2 separate regions of the Sus scrofa genome follow, and region 2 is linked to region 1. A link is a contact called in public promoter capture Hi-C data. All regions are on one chromosome and are shown on one strand. Each heading gives the region's core, a stretch centred on a gene start, on an enhancer-like site or on the middle of the called end of the contact. The rest is flanking DNA. Distances are from core to core; before and after follow the strand shown. Region 1 holds the start of JAK3 (tyrosine-protein kinase JAK3). Region 2 holds the start of FAM129C (niban-like protein 2).

Region 1 (7,800 bases), core at 3,207-5,706:
CAACCTCCTGGTTCCTAGTCGGATTCGTTAACCACTGAGCCACAACGGGAACTCCAAGGGGGCTGGAAGCTTTTGCACCTGGTGTGATGCATGCCTTAGGGGCAGATCCAGACTGATGACTCAGTTAACAGAGTCTGCCTGTGTCTGTCTCTCCTGCTGCCTACATCTCCATCCTCTTCATCACTCCTGCCATTAGGCCCCGATAGTAGGAGGCCCTCCCTAGATAGACCCAGGAGGAAACCACCCACCTTATTCCCAGGCGTTCTTCACCAACTAACTTCCAGATCTCTGACACCCTGGGGGACCCCTGAGCTCAAGACCCTTGGCTGGATAGAGGAAGGGTTTGGGTTTCAGCCCCAATGAGGAAAAGGAAGGGAAGTGGAGAAGCTCCACTTCAGTTGACCCAAGTGAAGAAGATACAAAGAGAATGTTGGGAGTTCCCATTGTGGCCCAGTAGATTAAGAATCTGACTGCAGCAGCTCAGGTAGCTGTGGAGGCATGGGTTCCACCCCTGGGGAAAAGGGGTTAAGGATCCAGCATTGCTGCAGCTGTGGCATAGGCTGAAACTGTGGCTTGGATTCAGCTGCTGACTTGCGAACTTCATTCACCATGGGTGCACCCATTAAAAAAAAAATTTTTTTTTAAAGGAGACATTGTAATACACAGAAATCGACTGCATTTCTATATACTAACAATGAAAGCTCAGAAAGAGAAATTAGGGAAGCAATCCCCTTTACCATTGCATCAAAAAGAATAAAATACTTAGGAATAAACCTACCTAAAGAGACAAAAACCTGTACTCTGAAAACTACAAGACGCTGATGAAAGAAATCAAAGATGACACAAATAGATGGAAAGATACACCATGCTCTTGGACTGAAAGAGTCAATAGTATCAAAATGACTATACTACCCAAGGCAATCTACAGATTCAACGCAATCCCTATCAAATTACCAAGGACAGGAGTTCCTGTCATGGCTCAGTGGAAACGAATCCAACTAGGAACCATGAGGTTGAGGGTTCGATCCCTGGCCTCACTCAGTGGGTTAAGGATTTGGCATTGTTGTGGCTGTGGCATAGGCAGGCAGCTGTAGCTCTAATTAGACCCCTAGCCTCGGAAGCTCCATATGCCCTGGGTGTGACCCTAAAAAGCAAAAAAATAAAAATAAAATAAAAACAAACAAAACAAATTACCAATGACATTTTTCACAGAACTAGAACAAAATATTTTAAAGTTTTTTTGGAAGCACAAAATACCCAGAATAGCCAAAGATGTCCTGAAAAAGAAAAATGGAGCTGGAGGAATCAAGGCTCCTGGACTTCAGACTATACCATGAAGGTACAGTCATCAAAACTGTATGGTCCTGGCACAAAGACAGAAATATAGATCAGTGGAACAGGATAGAGAGCCCAGAATTAAACCCACGCACCTACAGCCAACTCATCTATAACAAAGGAAGCAAGAATATGCAATGGAGAAAGGACAGCTTGTTCAGTAAGTGGTGCTGGGAAAACTGGACAGTCACACATAAAAGAATGAAATTAGAACACTTCCTAACACCATACACAAAAATAAACTCAAAATGGATGAAAGACCCAGATATAAGACCAGATGCTATAAAACCCTTAGAGGAAAACATAGGCCAAACACTCTCTGACATAAATGACAGCAACATCTTCTCAGATCCACCTTTTAGAGTAATGACAGTAAAAACAAAAATAAACAATTGGACTTAATTAAACTTAAAAGTTTCTGCGCAGCCAAGGAAACCTTAAACAAAATGAAAATACAACCCACAGAATGGGACAGAATCTTTGCAAATGAATCGACTGACAAGGGATTAATCTCCAAAATTTATAAATACCTCCTACAGCTCCATACCAAAAAAACAAACAGCCCCATCAAAAAATGGGCAGAAGATCTAAACAGACAGTTCTCCAAAGAAGACATACAGATCACCAAAAAACACATGAAAAGATGTTCAACATCACTCATTATTAGAGAAATGCAAATCAAAACCACCACCATGAGGTACCACCTTACACCAGCCAGAATGGCCATCATCAAAAAGTCTATAAACAATAAGGGCTGGAGAGGGTGTGGAGAAAAGGGAACACTCATACGCTGTTGGTGAGATTGTAAATTGGTGCAACCACTGTGGAAAACAGTATGGAGATTCCTCAGAAAACTAAACATAGAATTACCATGTGATCCAGCAATCCCACTTCTGAGCATCTATCCAAAGAAAACCATGACTCGAAAAGACACATGTACTCCAGTGTTAACTGCAGCACTGCATACAATAGCCAAGACATGGAAACCACCTAAATGTCCATCGACATCAACAGAGGAGTGGATCAAGAAGATGTGGTACATATACACAATGGAATATTACTCAGCCATTAAAAGGAAAGAAATAACGGCATTTGCAGCAACATGGATGGAACTAGAAGTTATGCTAAGAGAAGTCAGTCAGACAATGAGACACCAACATCAAATGCTATCACTTACATGTGGAATCTAAAAAAAGTTCACAATGAACTTCTTTGCAGAACAGACACTGACTCACAGACTTTGAAAACTTATGGTTTCCAAATGAGACAGGTTGGGGGGTGGGGGGATGCACTGAGGGTTTGGGATGGAAATGCTATAAAATTTGGTTGTGATGATGTTGTACAACTATAAATGTAATAAATTCATTGAGTGATTTAAAAAAAAAAAAAAGGAACTCTTTGCAAACAACAAGTTTTAAAAAAAAGGAGACATCATGGATCAGTGGAAACAAATCTGACTAGCATCCATGAGGACGCTGGTTTGTTCCCTGGCCTCGAGCATGGGTTAAGGATTCAGCATTGCCATGAGCAGTGGTATAAGTCACAGACACAGCTCTGATCTGACATTGCTGTGGCTGTGGTGTAGGCCAGCAGCTACAGCTCCGATTGGACCCCTAGCCTGGGAATCTCCATATGCTACAGGTGTGGCTCTAAAAAAAAAAGAAGAAGAAGAAGAAGAAGAGAATGTTGGGTAAAAACTATGTTCCAGGTGTTCCCATAGTGGCGCAGTGGAAACAAATCTGACTAGGAACCATGAAGTTGTGGGTTTGATCCCTGGCGTTGCTCAGTGGGGTAAGGATCCGGTATTGCCGTGAGCTGTGGTGTAGGTCACAGATGTGGCTCAGATCTGGCATTGCTGTGGCTGTAGCTCCAATGAGACCCCTAGCCTGGGAACCTCCATATGCTGGGAGTGTGGCCCTTTTAAAAAGACCAAAAAACCAACAACAACTATGTTCCAAATTAATGGCGGGAGGATAGATAGTATGAATGAGATTTTAACACACCCAGATTATAAACCGGAGACAGGGGATAGATGAAAACCCCAGACTCTGGGTTCAAATTCCAGCCCCACCGTATCCCAGCTTTGTGACCCCAGCAATGCTCCCACTTTCTCAGCTGTGGAATGTGCTGGCTCCCAGCTGATTGGGTGAGGGGGTTTGCAGAGCCCAGCCAAGGCTGTCAACACATTTAATCCACACTAAGTGGCACAAATCCTTGGTAACATGTCCTGCAAGCACTTGACAAATGCCAGCTCAACCAGATAGGAGGGTCCCTTAGCACAGTGATTTGGCGCTCATCGTCAGGGAAGGAGGGCATGGCGAAGAGAGAACTTTCCACCAGCGACACTCCAGTGTCACCAGCTCCCAGACCAGCAATTGGAACACGCCCAGGCCCAGGAGCTCTGGGGCCCCTGTCACTCCCCACAGAAGTAACCACAGTCTTATTTCTAACAGTCGCCCTGCTCTTGCCTGACTTTGCAACCTTATCTAAATGGAATTACACACCACATATTTTGTTTAAAACAAATCTTAAAGAAACAAGATTGCTTAAATAGCGAAAGTTAAAAAAAAAAAGAGGAAGAAAGTCAGAGGTGGTGTTTGGGGCCCAGAAAAATGCCCCTGTTTTAACACCAAAAGTCCCACATGCTGGGACATCTGGTTAGTCACCCAGTGCTCCGGCTTGGGGCCTGGCAACTTGGGGGCTGGGAACAGCTTCCCCAGTACTGAGCGCATGCGCAAAGATTCTTTCAGGTCTGGGGAGCTGGGACTTCACTGAGGACAAATTAAGGCACAGAGAGGGGAGCACTTTGCCGGAGCCAGCAGTCCCAGCGCACATCTGGCAGCTTTCCTCAGAGGCCTGGAAGGCAAACTTGGCATTGTCTGTAGCCACCACACGGATTCCCTGGACCCCCACCCGCCACCCCCAGCCAGAGCCCTGTGGCGGCACCGTTTCTAACCTGTCTTACCTGGAGGTGGGTGACCCTGGGGCAGCCACAGGCGGGCAGAGCCGCCACCGTGGGGCAGCAACAAGAGGAGGAAAGTCCCACTCGCTCCTTCCTGTGTGGGCCCCTCGGCTTCCTGAGCCGCTGTCACTTACCGAAAGTCATGGCCATGTGGGGGACGGTGGCAGGGAGGGGCAGAAAGTTCCGGAAGCCTCTGTAGACGCAGTCCTGCTCAGACAGGCTGCTGGAGCCCCCAGACCTAAGGGAAAGGGTGATGGCACAGAGAAGAGCCCAGGTCTTACCAGGGGTGGGGGCACATCCTGACTTCTAGGGCCTCAGTTTACCCATCTGTGGCATATGTGGGTTGGTCACCCAGAGGAACTAATTTTGCACCCAGGGAAAGGAATGAAGCTGGATCTGCGCAGGACCTACACCACAGCTGTGCCAACACCAGATCCTTTTAACCCACTGCTCCAGGCTGGGGATTGAACCCTTGCGGCCACAAAGGCAACACTGGCTCCTTAACCTGCTGCACCACAGTGAGAATTCCTGATGGATGCTTTTTTACACCCCTTAGGCTCTCATGAGTGGAAGAGGCAGGGGACTGGGACAGTGTCCAGGTCAGACCCAGGCCAGTATTCTTTGCAGGATACACACCCCAGAAAGTAGAGCTTTGGAGATAGATTTTAGAGAACACTTTCCTCTGTATAATCCTGTCACAAGCCCTGGCACGAAAATAGCTTTGGTACAGATTTCATTGATTTCAGTTGCTCACAGACACTTATTAGCCATTTCCTGTGTGCAGGGCATTGGGGACACAGCAGGGGACAGAGTAGATCTGGTCTCTTCCTGGTGGAGCCAACAGTCTAGTAGGGGAGATGACAAGCGATTATCCAATAAGTGTTTCAGTGGCCCTCGGTGCCAGGCTGCTAGGAGAGATTTGGTCTGGGAGGGCTTCCCGGAGAAAGTGACTTTGATACTGAAATCCAAAGACAAGTAGGATTAGCCAGAGAGTGAGCTGGATGTGTGGAGAGTTCTGGCAGAGCAACAGCCCAGGCAAAGCTGGACAAGATCACAGTGTTCCTGAGAAGGGGAGGGTGGCAGGGACACGCTGTGCTGAGACTTGTTTGGAGGCATCAGTGGGGCCTTGAGGGTAGAGGGAAGGGATATGGGTTGTGTCCTCAGCAGAGTGGGAGCCACAGCAAGCTTGCGGCAGGAAGTGCAGCATGGGGGCTTAGCCATAGCATTTTTGTTTCACTTCCTGGATGGCTTCAGCAGAGAGGAATGCAAACACGCACACCCACCCTGGCCCTGAAAGGGAGGCTCCTGCCCTCCAGGAAAAACAGTGAGTTTCTGGGGCCCCGAAACTCCAGTGGGATGGTCACTGTGGAATGTAGGGAATGAGCAGAAGGCAAACAGGGTCAGGACAAAGGTGGCACCGTCAGCCACAGAGAGGGACATGTGATGGCTCCATTAGGAGATTCCAGGAGGTGGAGCCCAGAATGTGCCTCCCAAAAAATCAAAAACTTGAGTGGTGCAAACCTCTCAAAGTTTGTACTAGCAAAAAGCCCACAAACCCTGTCAAAGAATACACAAGAGAAACTGGAAACAATGGTAAACTCATGTCGTGGATCAAATATCTTCATTGTAGAAGCAATTCCTAGAATACAATAAGAAAATGCCAATGAGGAGTTCCCGTCATGGCTCAGTGGTTAACAAATCCGACCAGGAACCATGAGGTTGCAGGTTCGATGCCTGGCCTCGCTCAATGGCCTCACTGTTGCTGTAAGCTGTGGTGTAGGTCGCAGACATGGCTTGGATCCCGAGTTGCTGTGGCTCTGGCATAGGCCGGTGGCTACAGCTCCGATTCAACCCCTAGCCTGGGAACCTCCATATGCCGCGGGAACGGCCCTAGAAATGGCAAAAAAGACAAAAAAAAAAAAAAAGAAAAAGAAAAAAAAGAAAAGAGAAAATGCCAATGACTTAACAGGATGTGAACCCCAGAAACCATAGACGATGAAGGACAAATGGCTCTTAAACTCAGAAAAAGATACTCGGCCTCACTCATAATAGGAGAAATTCCAGTTAAACGTAAGGTTGACCCTTGAGTAACATGAGTTTGAACTGCAAGGATCCACTTATACACAGATTTTTTTCAATAAATATATCCTACAGTACTACAATATCTGCAGTTGGTTAACTCAATGGAACCTCTGATAGGGAGGACCAACTGTAAAGTTATCTGTGGATTTTTTTTTTTTTCTTTTTAAGGTCACACCTGCAGCCTGTGGAGGTTCCCAGGCTAGGGGTCGATTCAGAGCTACAGCTGCCAGCCTATACCACGGCCACTGCAATATGGGATCTGAACCGCATCTGTGACCTATACCACAGCTCATGGCAATGACAGATCCTTAACCCCCGAGCAAGGCCAAGGATCAAACCCACATTTCATGGATATTAGTTGGGTTTATTACCACTGAGCCACCACAGGAACTCCCCAAAATGATTTAAAAAAAAACATTTTCTAGACTCAATGATTTTAATTTAACTTTATTTTTATTTTCTTGTCTTTTTAGGATTGCACCTGTGGCATATGGAAGTTCTCAGGCTAGGGGTGATTTGGAGCTGCAATCACCAGCCACAACCACAGCAATACCAGATCTGAGCCTTGTCTATGACTTATACCACAACTCATGGCAATGCTGGATCCTTAACCCACTGAATGAGGCAAGGAATCAAACCCACATCCTCATGGATGCTAGTCAGATTTGTTTCCACTGAGCCATGATGGGAACTCCAAATGTGCATTTTAAATGAGTGTAATTCTGGAGTTCCCGTCGTGGCGCAGTGGTTAACGAATCCAACTAGGAACCATGAGATTGTGGGTTTGGTCCCTGCCCTCGCTCAGTGGGTTGACGATCCGGCGTTGCCGTGAGCTGTGGTGCAGGTTGCAGATGCAGCTCGGATCCCCCGTTGCTGTGGCTCTGGTGTAGGCTGGTGGCTACGGCTCCGATTAGACCCCTAGCCTGTGAATCTCCATATGCCTCAGGAGCGGCCCAAGAAATAGTAAAAAGACAAAAAAATAAAAATAAAAAAAATAAATGAGTGTAATTCTGTGGACTCCAATTATACTTCAATAAAGCCAAAAAGATGGGGAATGGGTGGAAGAAATAACAAAGGGCAATTTCCCATGGGTCAGACCATCACAGATGAAATGCGTGAGAACTTATTGCATTCTTGAGGTTCTGCAGGAACAAATTCTCATCTGCTGCTGTCAAGAGTGGAAATGAGGGAGTTCCCACTGTCACTTAGTGGGGTAAGGACCTGGGGTTATCACAGCTGTGCTATAGGTCATAGGTGTAACTCGGATTTGATCTCTGGCCCAGGAATTTCATGAGTGTGGCCATGGGTGTGGCCAAAAAAAAAAGGGTGGGAATAACCCAGTCCAATGGAGGGGATCAGACAAAGCTGAAGAAATTGCCCTGAAACCCAAGGCTCCTTCTAGGGAAAGAGCTTTCCAGAAA
Region 2 (7,800 bases), core at 2,415-4,914, 280 kb before region 1:
GGGTCAGATACTTCTGAAGGCTCCAGGGGAGAATCTCTTGCAGGCTTCTCTCAGTTTCTGATGGCTGCTGGCAATTCTTGGCCTTCCTTGGCTTGTAGACACATCACTCCAGACTCTGCCTTTGTTGTCACATGGCCTTCTCTGTGTGTGTGTCTCTGCGTCCTGTCCTAATAAGGACACTTGTTGGCTATAGGACCACCCTAAATCCAGGATGAGCTCGTCTCAAGATCCTCAACTAGAAGTTCCCGTTGATGGTCAGTGGGTTAAGAACCTGACGTCTCTGTGAGGACTCAGGTTCGATTTCTGGCTTCACTCAGGATCTGGCATTCCTACAAGCTGTTGTATAGGTTGCAGATATGACTTGGATCTGGCGTTGCTGTGGCTGTGGCATAGGCCAGTGGCTGTAGCTCCGCCTCCACCCTCTACACTGGGAACTTCCATATGCTGCAGGTGTAGCCCTAAAATGAAAAAAAAAGAGATATGAATATATCACATTATACCACATTTTAACTTATCTATTCATCAGTCAGTGGACATTTAAGTTCCTTCTATGTTTTAACCATTATGAATAATGCTGCTATGAACATGAGTGTATAAATAATGTCTTCGAGAGCCTGCTTTCAATTCTTGGATATACATACAGAAGTAGAAATGTTAGGTTATATGCATATGGTAATTCTATTTTTATTTACTTATTTATTTTGTCTTGTCTTTTTGGGGCCACGCCTGCAGCATATGGAGGTTCCCAGGCTAGGGGTCTAATCGGAGCTGTAGCTGCCGGCCTATACCACAGCCACAGCAATGAGGGATCCAAGCCTAGTCTGCAACCTACACCACAGCTCATGGCAACACCAGATCCTTAACGCACTGAGCGAGGCCAGGGATCGAACCCACAACCTCATGGTTGCTAGCCCGGTTCGTTAAGCACTGAGCCACGACGGAACTCCCTATTTTTATTTTTTTATTTTTAATATATTTTATTATAGTTGATTTACAATGTTCTGCCAATTTCTGCTGTACAGCAGAGTGACCCAGTTGTACATGTATATACATTATTTTTCTTGTATTATCTTCTAACATGTTCTGTCACAAATGATTGGATATAGTTCCCTATGCTATACAGCGTGACCTCATTGCTTATCCATTCTAAATGTGATAGTTTGTGGTAATTCTATTTTTAATTTTTTTCTCTTGTTAGCGCTGCACCTGCGGCATAGGGAGGTTCCTGGGCTAGGGGTCAAATAGGAGCTGCAGCTGCCGGCCTACACAGCAGCTTGTGACAACACTGGATCTTTAACCCACTGAGCGAGGTCAGAGATTGAATCCACATCCTCACGGACACTATGTTGGGTTCTTAACCCACTAAACCACAACGGGAACTCCCGTTTTTAGTTTTTTGAGAAACCTCCATACTATTTTCCACGACAAATGTATTATTTTACATTCCCACCAACAGTGCATAAGGGTTCAAATTTCTATACATCTTAGCTAATACGTGCTTTCTTTTCTTTCTTTTTCATAGTGGCCTGTGGACACATCCTTTGGGGGCCACAATTCAACTCATACTCACTTAGGCAACCTCCCACTGCACACAGAGGACCAGTCATGACCTCTGCCTCTGGCCATGCTGCAGGCCTGCTCAGAGCCTTGAATACATCAAATACACCAAGGTGCTGCTTCTGTATGTAAGGACTGCAGCATCTGCTCATGGGCCACGTGTCAGCTTTGGCTGGCTCTAGGGACTGGGGGAGGCTGGTGGGCAAGGGACGTGGGAATTGAAACCTCAAAACTGAAACCACAGAAAGTGAAGTTTCCTTCAACGTCTTGTCCAGGTTGATCACTCAGATGTGAGAGTGAGGAAGTGGGACGGGGCCTGGGCGGAAACAGATTGAGAAATGCGGAGGAGAGGCTTGGAAGGAAATTAGCCCAGCCGTGGCCTTGGGCCAAGGCAGGTGGCCGTGACCCCTAAAGCCTAGGCAGAGATCAGGGCAGGGGTGCCTAGAAATGAAGGGAAAAAGATGAGACAGATACAGGGACCCAAGTGAGGGTCCCTGACTGAGCTGTGTCACTCCTTCTGTACTCCTTTCTCCTTTGAAGCAGCTGTGCCAGCTCCAGGCCTGCTTGAGGTTCCCTTCCATCTTCAGAATAAAACCCACTTTTCTCATTCTACCCACAAGCCCCCGTGTGGCCCCTGCCACCCATCCCCCCTCCTACTTAACATCTGCTCCTCCTTCACTCTTCCCAACCAAGTGCATTCCCACCTCGAGGCTTTTGCATGTGCTGTACCTGCTACCCGATACCTATTATTCTCTTTCCTCCAGCTTTTTGCAAGGCTTGGTCCTCACTTCCTTCAGATCTTGGGGCAACGTAACCTCCCTGACTCTTCCTCACCCCTAGCATTTTCTGTTTCTTCTTGTTCCATTTTTCTCCCTTGCCAGTATTATCTGACCGTTCTGTTGTGTAACCAATGGTCCATGGGGACGGAACTATAGTCTGTTTCGCACACATCTGCATCCCTAGTACTCGGCTCAGGGAAGGCACTCGGGCTGGCATGAATGAAGTTAAAAGCAGAAATGAATCCTGGGGCGTTCCTGCCGTGGCTCAGTCGTTAACGAATCTGACTAGGAACCATAAGGTTGCGGATTCAATCCTTGGCCTTGCTCAGTGGGTTAAGGATCTGGCGTTGCTGAGCTGTGGTGTAGGTCACAGACTCAGCTCAGATCTGGCATTGCTGTGGCATAGGCTGTCAGCTGAAAAAAAATTAAAAATTAAAAAAAAAGAAATGAATCCTGGGGCATTGGTGAGAATTACAGATGTTCCTAGTGGTTTACACAAAATGGAGGTTTAACTCTTTCTCTAGAAGGAGGCCAGAACTGATGGAGCAATGTCATAAACTCTTGGAGGACCTCCCCCTCAAATCACATTATAGTTGTGCCATTGTCATGTGAGTTTCACCTCCTGGTCCAGAGTGACTGCTTGTGCTCTAGCCATCATGTCTGTGTTCCGCCCACTAGGACTTGACACTCCCCTCATCTGAAAGCCTGTGAAACCTCCATTTGATCATATTTCAGCCTAAAGTGCAAACCAACCTTCTTTCCTGCTTCTTGCTTCCTCACCTTCCTTCCCTCCTTCCCTTCCGTCCTTTGCCAAACACTGAGGGCTGCTTTGTGCCAGGCACTGGAAAAACAGGTGAAGCGGTGGGGAGGCCCGACTAATCTGACCCAGTCCAGTGCTATATGTGACTGGTAAAGCAGGAACAGAGAGGACATGCCCCATCGGTCCAGGGCACAGCAGTGGCTCCTCATCCGTTTCCCGTGCCCCAGCACTGACCGCAGGGACTGGGGGCGTCAGTCCAGTTCTGTCTTCCCAGCCTGGGGCTGGGGCAGGGCTGGATCCTCAGAATCACCCAGCATGGGGTAGGTACAGTCAGCAGGAGGGGTAGGTTTGTCCACCCATCCCTTCCCTGCCCCTCCACACCAACAACTGCTAGCAGGTCCTCCAAAGCCAGCTAGGACTTTTGTCTCCCACCCCCATCCCCTGGGGGAAGTCCCTACAGAAACCACCAGCTCTGGGGGACTTGGCCTCAGGGGAACCAGGAGGACACAGGTGCAGGGTGGGGCGGGGTGGGGGGCAGGGCAGGACAGGGAGCAGGCATCCCACACACACTGGGACCAAGCTCTGCTTTCTGACTCCAGGCAGCTGGTCTCCACAGCAGGGAGGACCCTCACTGGCCGCTCTGACCCCAGTGTGTCCTGAACTGAGGAGTCTAGGGGTCGTAGGGAGGGAGGAGTGTCTGCTTCACTCTCAGGGGAGCCCAAGGGACGGCAGCAGGATGGGTGGGCGGCCCTCAAGCCCTCTGGACAAGCGGCAGCAGAAGCAGCTGAGAGGTGAGCCGAATGGGAAGGGGCAGGAGGTTGGTGGATGGGGTTCAGGGCGGGTTGTACCCAGGATGCTTTATTCATGTGAATTCCAGGTAAGCAATGAATACTTTTTTTTTTTTTTTTTTTTTTTTTAGTTTAAGTGTGTCCCAGATTTTGCATATTTATGCTAAAAAAGTATTCCTTATTTACCTGAAATTCAAATTTAATTGGTGTATTGTACTTTTATTTGGTAAATCTGGTAACCAAACTCAGGGCATGGGGCCAGGTAGGCAGTGCCCAAGCCCAGCCAGATCTTGTGGGATGATCCTCCCAAGTGGGCCAGGTAAATAAGGAGTACTTTTTTAGCATAAGTCTGCAAAGATTTTAAAATCTTAAAAGCCTCACCCGGCACAAGGGAACTTTCTGTGTGGACTCTAGGGACCAAGTCACAGTTCCCAATTTGAGACAGAGAAGGGCCAGTGTCCTCCATCCTCTGTACTCACAGTTGAGCACTTACTGGGTGCTAGAGACACGGTGGGCTTATTATCCAGACTAGGAAACCAGGTCAAGTTATCATTACACCATTGGAATCAATAAGCTCTGCAAAGTGTCAGAATTTTTTTTCCTGTAGTGGCTTAAACAAGATAAAGATTTATTTCTCCCTCCTATAGAGGGGTACAGTGGCAGGCAGGCTGGTAAAAGTTAGACAATCCAAATCTTCATCTCATGGCTCTACCTTGTGTGGCTTCTTTGCCTGAGATTGCCTCATGACACAGAATAGCTGCTGAAGCTCCAGTCATTGAGTCCACATTCCAGGTGGCAAAATAGATATGTTTTACATACGGTCAAGTGCGCATATCTTAGAGGAGCAGCTTGAAGAACTTTAACACTTATGTAATCACCTCCTAGATCAGGGTACAGAACACTTCCGTCATCCCAGAAAGGTCCCTTATGCTGGGTGAAGCTTTTAAGATTTTGAAAATCTCCCCAGGTAAGGGGCACAAGGGAACTTTCAGGTGTAATCCCTCTGTTTTTTATCTTGATCATGATGATGGTTTTATGGGTGTGTATATATGTCAAACTCATTAAATTCTATGCTTTGTACAATTAAGGTGTGTTGAACCTCAGTTACAAATTAAGCCCGTGTCCTTTAACTCCCCCTTCCCAACCCCCATGTGGATAAAAACAGGCAGTGAAGGGTTAAGTGTGAATGGAATTGGAGCAAATCTTTTTGGGCAACTTCGGGATGAGTGCAGGAGTCAATAAGTGGCTTCTCTGCCTATTATGCCCCTACCTTCAGCAGGTTGGGAGGGAGCCTGATTCAGCCACCTTACCTTGTCCCTGCAGGCCAGGTGGACACCCTACTGAGGAACTTCCTGCCCTGCTACCGTGGGCAACTGGCAGCCTCGGTCCTGTGGCAGATCTCCCAAGAGCTGGGCCCCCAGGAGCCAGCCGGATGCCAGCTACTGCACAGCAAAGTGGGTGCTGCAAAAGGGGAGGGGATGTTGAGTGGGCGAGGTGAAAGAGGCCATTCATTCATTCAAGGATTGCTGCACACACCTTTGCCTTCACTAGTTCCTTGACCAGGGATAACTGTTAAAAATTCCTTCTTGGAGTTCCCTGCTGGCTCAGCAGGTTAAGGATCCAACATTGTGACTGCTCTGGCTTGGGTCATTGCTGTGGCATGGATTTGATCCCTAGCCCAGGAATTTCTGCGTGCCACAGGTGCAGCCCAAAAAAGCCCCAACACACACCTCATTCTTGGAACATTCACTGGCCATTTAATCTACTGCATGCCACATCCCAGGCTGGATGCTGGGGACAGAGTAGTAACTGAAACAGATCCTGCTCTGGCCTTTGAAGCTCACAGTCTAATGGGTGGGGGAGGAGGAATGATGACAAATTAGTTATCAAGTTAACATCAGGATGCAGAATAAACTCTTTTTTTTTTTTTTTTTAAAGGGCCACACCTGCAGCATATGGAAGTTCCCAGGCTAGGGTCCAATCAGAACTGCAGCTGCAGGCCTATGCCACAGTCACAGCAATGCCTGATTCAAGCTGCATCTTTGACCTATGCCACAGCTTGCAGCAACACCGGATCCTTAACCCACTGATCGAGGCCAGGGATCAAACCTGCATCCTCACAGACACTATGTTGGGTTCTTAAGCCTCTGAGCTACAACGGGAACTCAGGATAACTTCAGATAGGTACTAGAAAGACAAAATGAAAGGCGGTGTCGGGGGCAGGAAACTGGGGTGTAGGAAGGTCCTTTTGAGCTGAGATGTAAAGGATTAGAAGGAGCCAGAGATGGAACTCAGAATGGGAAGGGCATTCTAGGCGGATGGCACAGCAATGCAAAAGCCCTGAAGCTGGAAAAGGTGTGGCCTGCCTGAGTGCAGCACCCCAAGGCACAGCACTCCCATGGGACCCCCCAGCCTTTGCATGTGCCATTCCTCCCCACACTTTGGCTGCTACTTCTTCCAAGAAGCCTTCCTTGATTACCACTGCCCCGTTTAACTCGGGCACCTCCTCTAGGAACACCCCCCCCCCAAATTGTCTGTTTCTCCCTGGTCACATACCCACCACCTCTATTTGTCTGCTTTGCAAGGATAGGGGCAAGCCTCTTCTCCACTTCACCCTGACCCCATGTGCCCATATTATGCCTGTCCTTAGTAGGGGCTCAGGAAGACTTTGTGGATGGAACAAAACAGCTTGGAGCTGCCCAGGCCAAGCTCCAAATGTCTCCTGAGCTGGAAAGTGGTGCCCAGGATATCCACACGCCCTGCCCAACCTACTCGGTCTTTACCAGCCCAGGAGATGGGTCTTTGACCAGTGAGGAAAATAGGGCACAGAGAGGTGAAGTGACCTGCCCAAAGTCACATTGCCAGCAAGACGCAAAGTGTTCAAACCCAGAGCCCACACTCTTTGTGACGCTGGGTCCCCTGTCCCAGTCGGAGCTCTGAGATTTCCTCTCTCAGATGCCCCTTCTCTCAGTTGTGCCTGCCCTGGGGTGGGGCTCCCTGGCTCCAGGAACACAGAGCCCCCTCCCACCTGGGACTCCCCCATCCCACCTGGGGCATCATGGGGCCTGGGCTTTGCCTCCACTGTACCTTTCCCCACTTGCTGATCCCAGCCACCTGGACCAGGGCACAGCTAATGTTGGGGTTCAAGCAGTGTGAAGGGGTTTCCCCTCACTTCAGTTGGAATGTTTTATTTAATACTATTTTTTTTTGTCTTTTTGCCATTTTTGGGGGCCGCTCCCACTGCATATGGAGGTTCCCAGGCTAGGGGTCTAATTGGAGCTGTAGCTGCGGGCCTACGCCAGAGCCACAGCAATGTGGGGTCCGAGCCGTGTCTGCAACCTACACCACAACTCATCGCAATGCTGGATCCTTAACCCACTGAGCAAGGCCAGAGATCGAACCCACATTCTCATGGTTCCTAGTTGGATTGGTTAACCACTGAGCCATGACGGGAACTCCTCTTTAATACCAATTTTTATATATTTGCATGAGGTATATCATTTCTTTTTTCTTTTTTCTTTTTTTTTTTTTTTTTTTTTGTCTTTTTGCCTTTTCGAAGGGTGCTCCCACAGCATGTGGAGGTTCCCAGGCTAGGGGTCTAATTGGAGCTGTAGCTGCAGGCCTACACAACAGCCACAGCATTGCAGGATCCGAGCCTTGTCTGCGACCTACACCACAGCTCAAGGCAATGCTGGATCCTTAACCCAATGAGCAAGGCCAGGGATCGAACCTGCAACCTCATGGTTCTTAGTTGGATTCGTTAACACTGAGCCATGACGGGAACTCCATGGAGGTATATCATTTCTATAAGAACATTTTAACAATATCACTGTGCAAAATCTTAGACCTAAGAGAGGGATGTAGAATCATTTAACAAACCTCTGGTTTCCCACTACCTCGCCAAAGAAACAAAACA

Evidence for each region. Promoter capture Hi-C pulls out the DNA fragments that hold promoters and counts their contacts.
Region 2: a contact with region 1 is called in a promoter capture Hi-C map of fetal liver, with 2.2 times the contacts expected there. The contact joins the promoter of FAM129C here to the promoter of JAK3 in region 1. A contact is called at or near these places in 2 of 5 promoter capture datasets (fetal liver and liver), 1 of 47 Hi-C or Micro-C datasets (embryonic fibroblasts) and 1 of 2 datasets of contacts at active chromatin or transcription factors (alveolar macrophages).

Annotation. Positions count from the first base shown.
Region 1 is chr2:59,902,557-59,910,356 of Sscrofa11.1, reverse strand. It overlaps JAK3 (tyrosine-protein kinase JAK3), which reads right to left and starts at 4,456. Exons shown (of 24, transcript XM_005654907.3): 1 at 4,301-4,456. RPL18A (60S ribosomal protein L18a) reads left to right here and starts at 4,115. Exons shown (of 5, transcript XM_021083534.1): 1 at 4,115-4,306.
Region 2 is chr2:60,181,636-60,189,435 of Sscrofa11.1, reverse strand. It overlaps FAM129C (niban-like protein 2), which reads left to right and starts at 3,664. Exons shown (of 17, transcript XM_005661181.3): 1 at 3,664-3,887; 2 at 5,208-5,338. The coding sequence starts at 3,833. It overlaps PGLS (6-phosphogluconolactonase), which reads left to right. Exons shown (of 5, transcript XM_021083556.1): 5 at 1,523-2,746. The coding sequence ends at 1,609.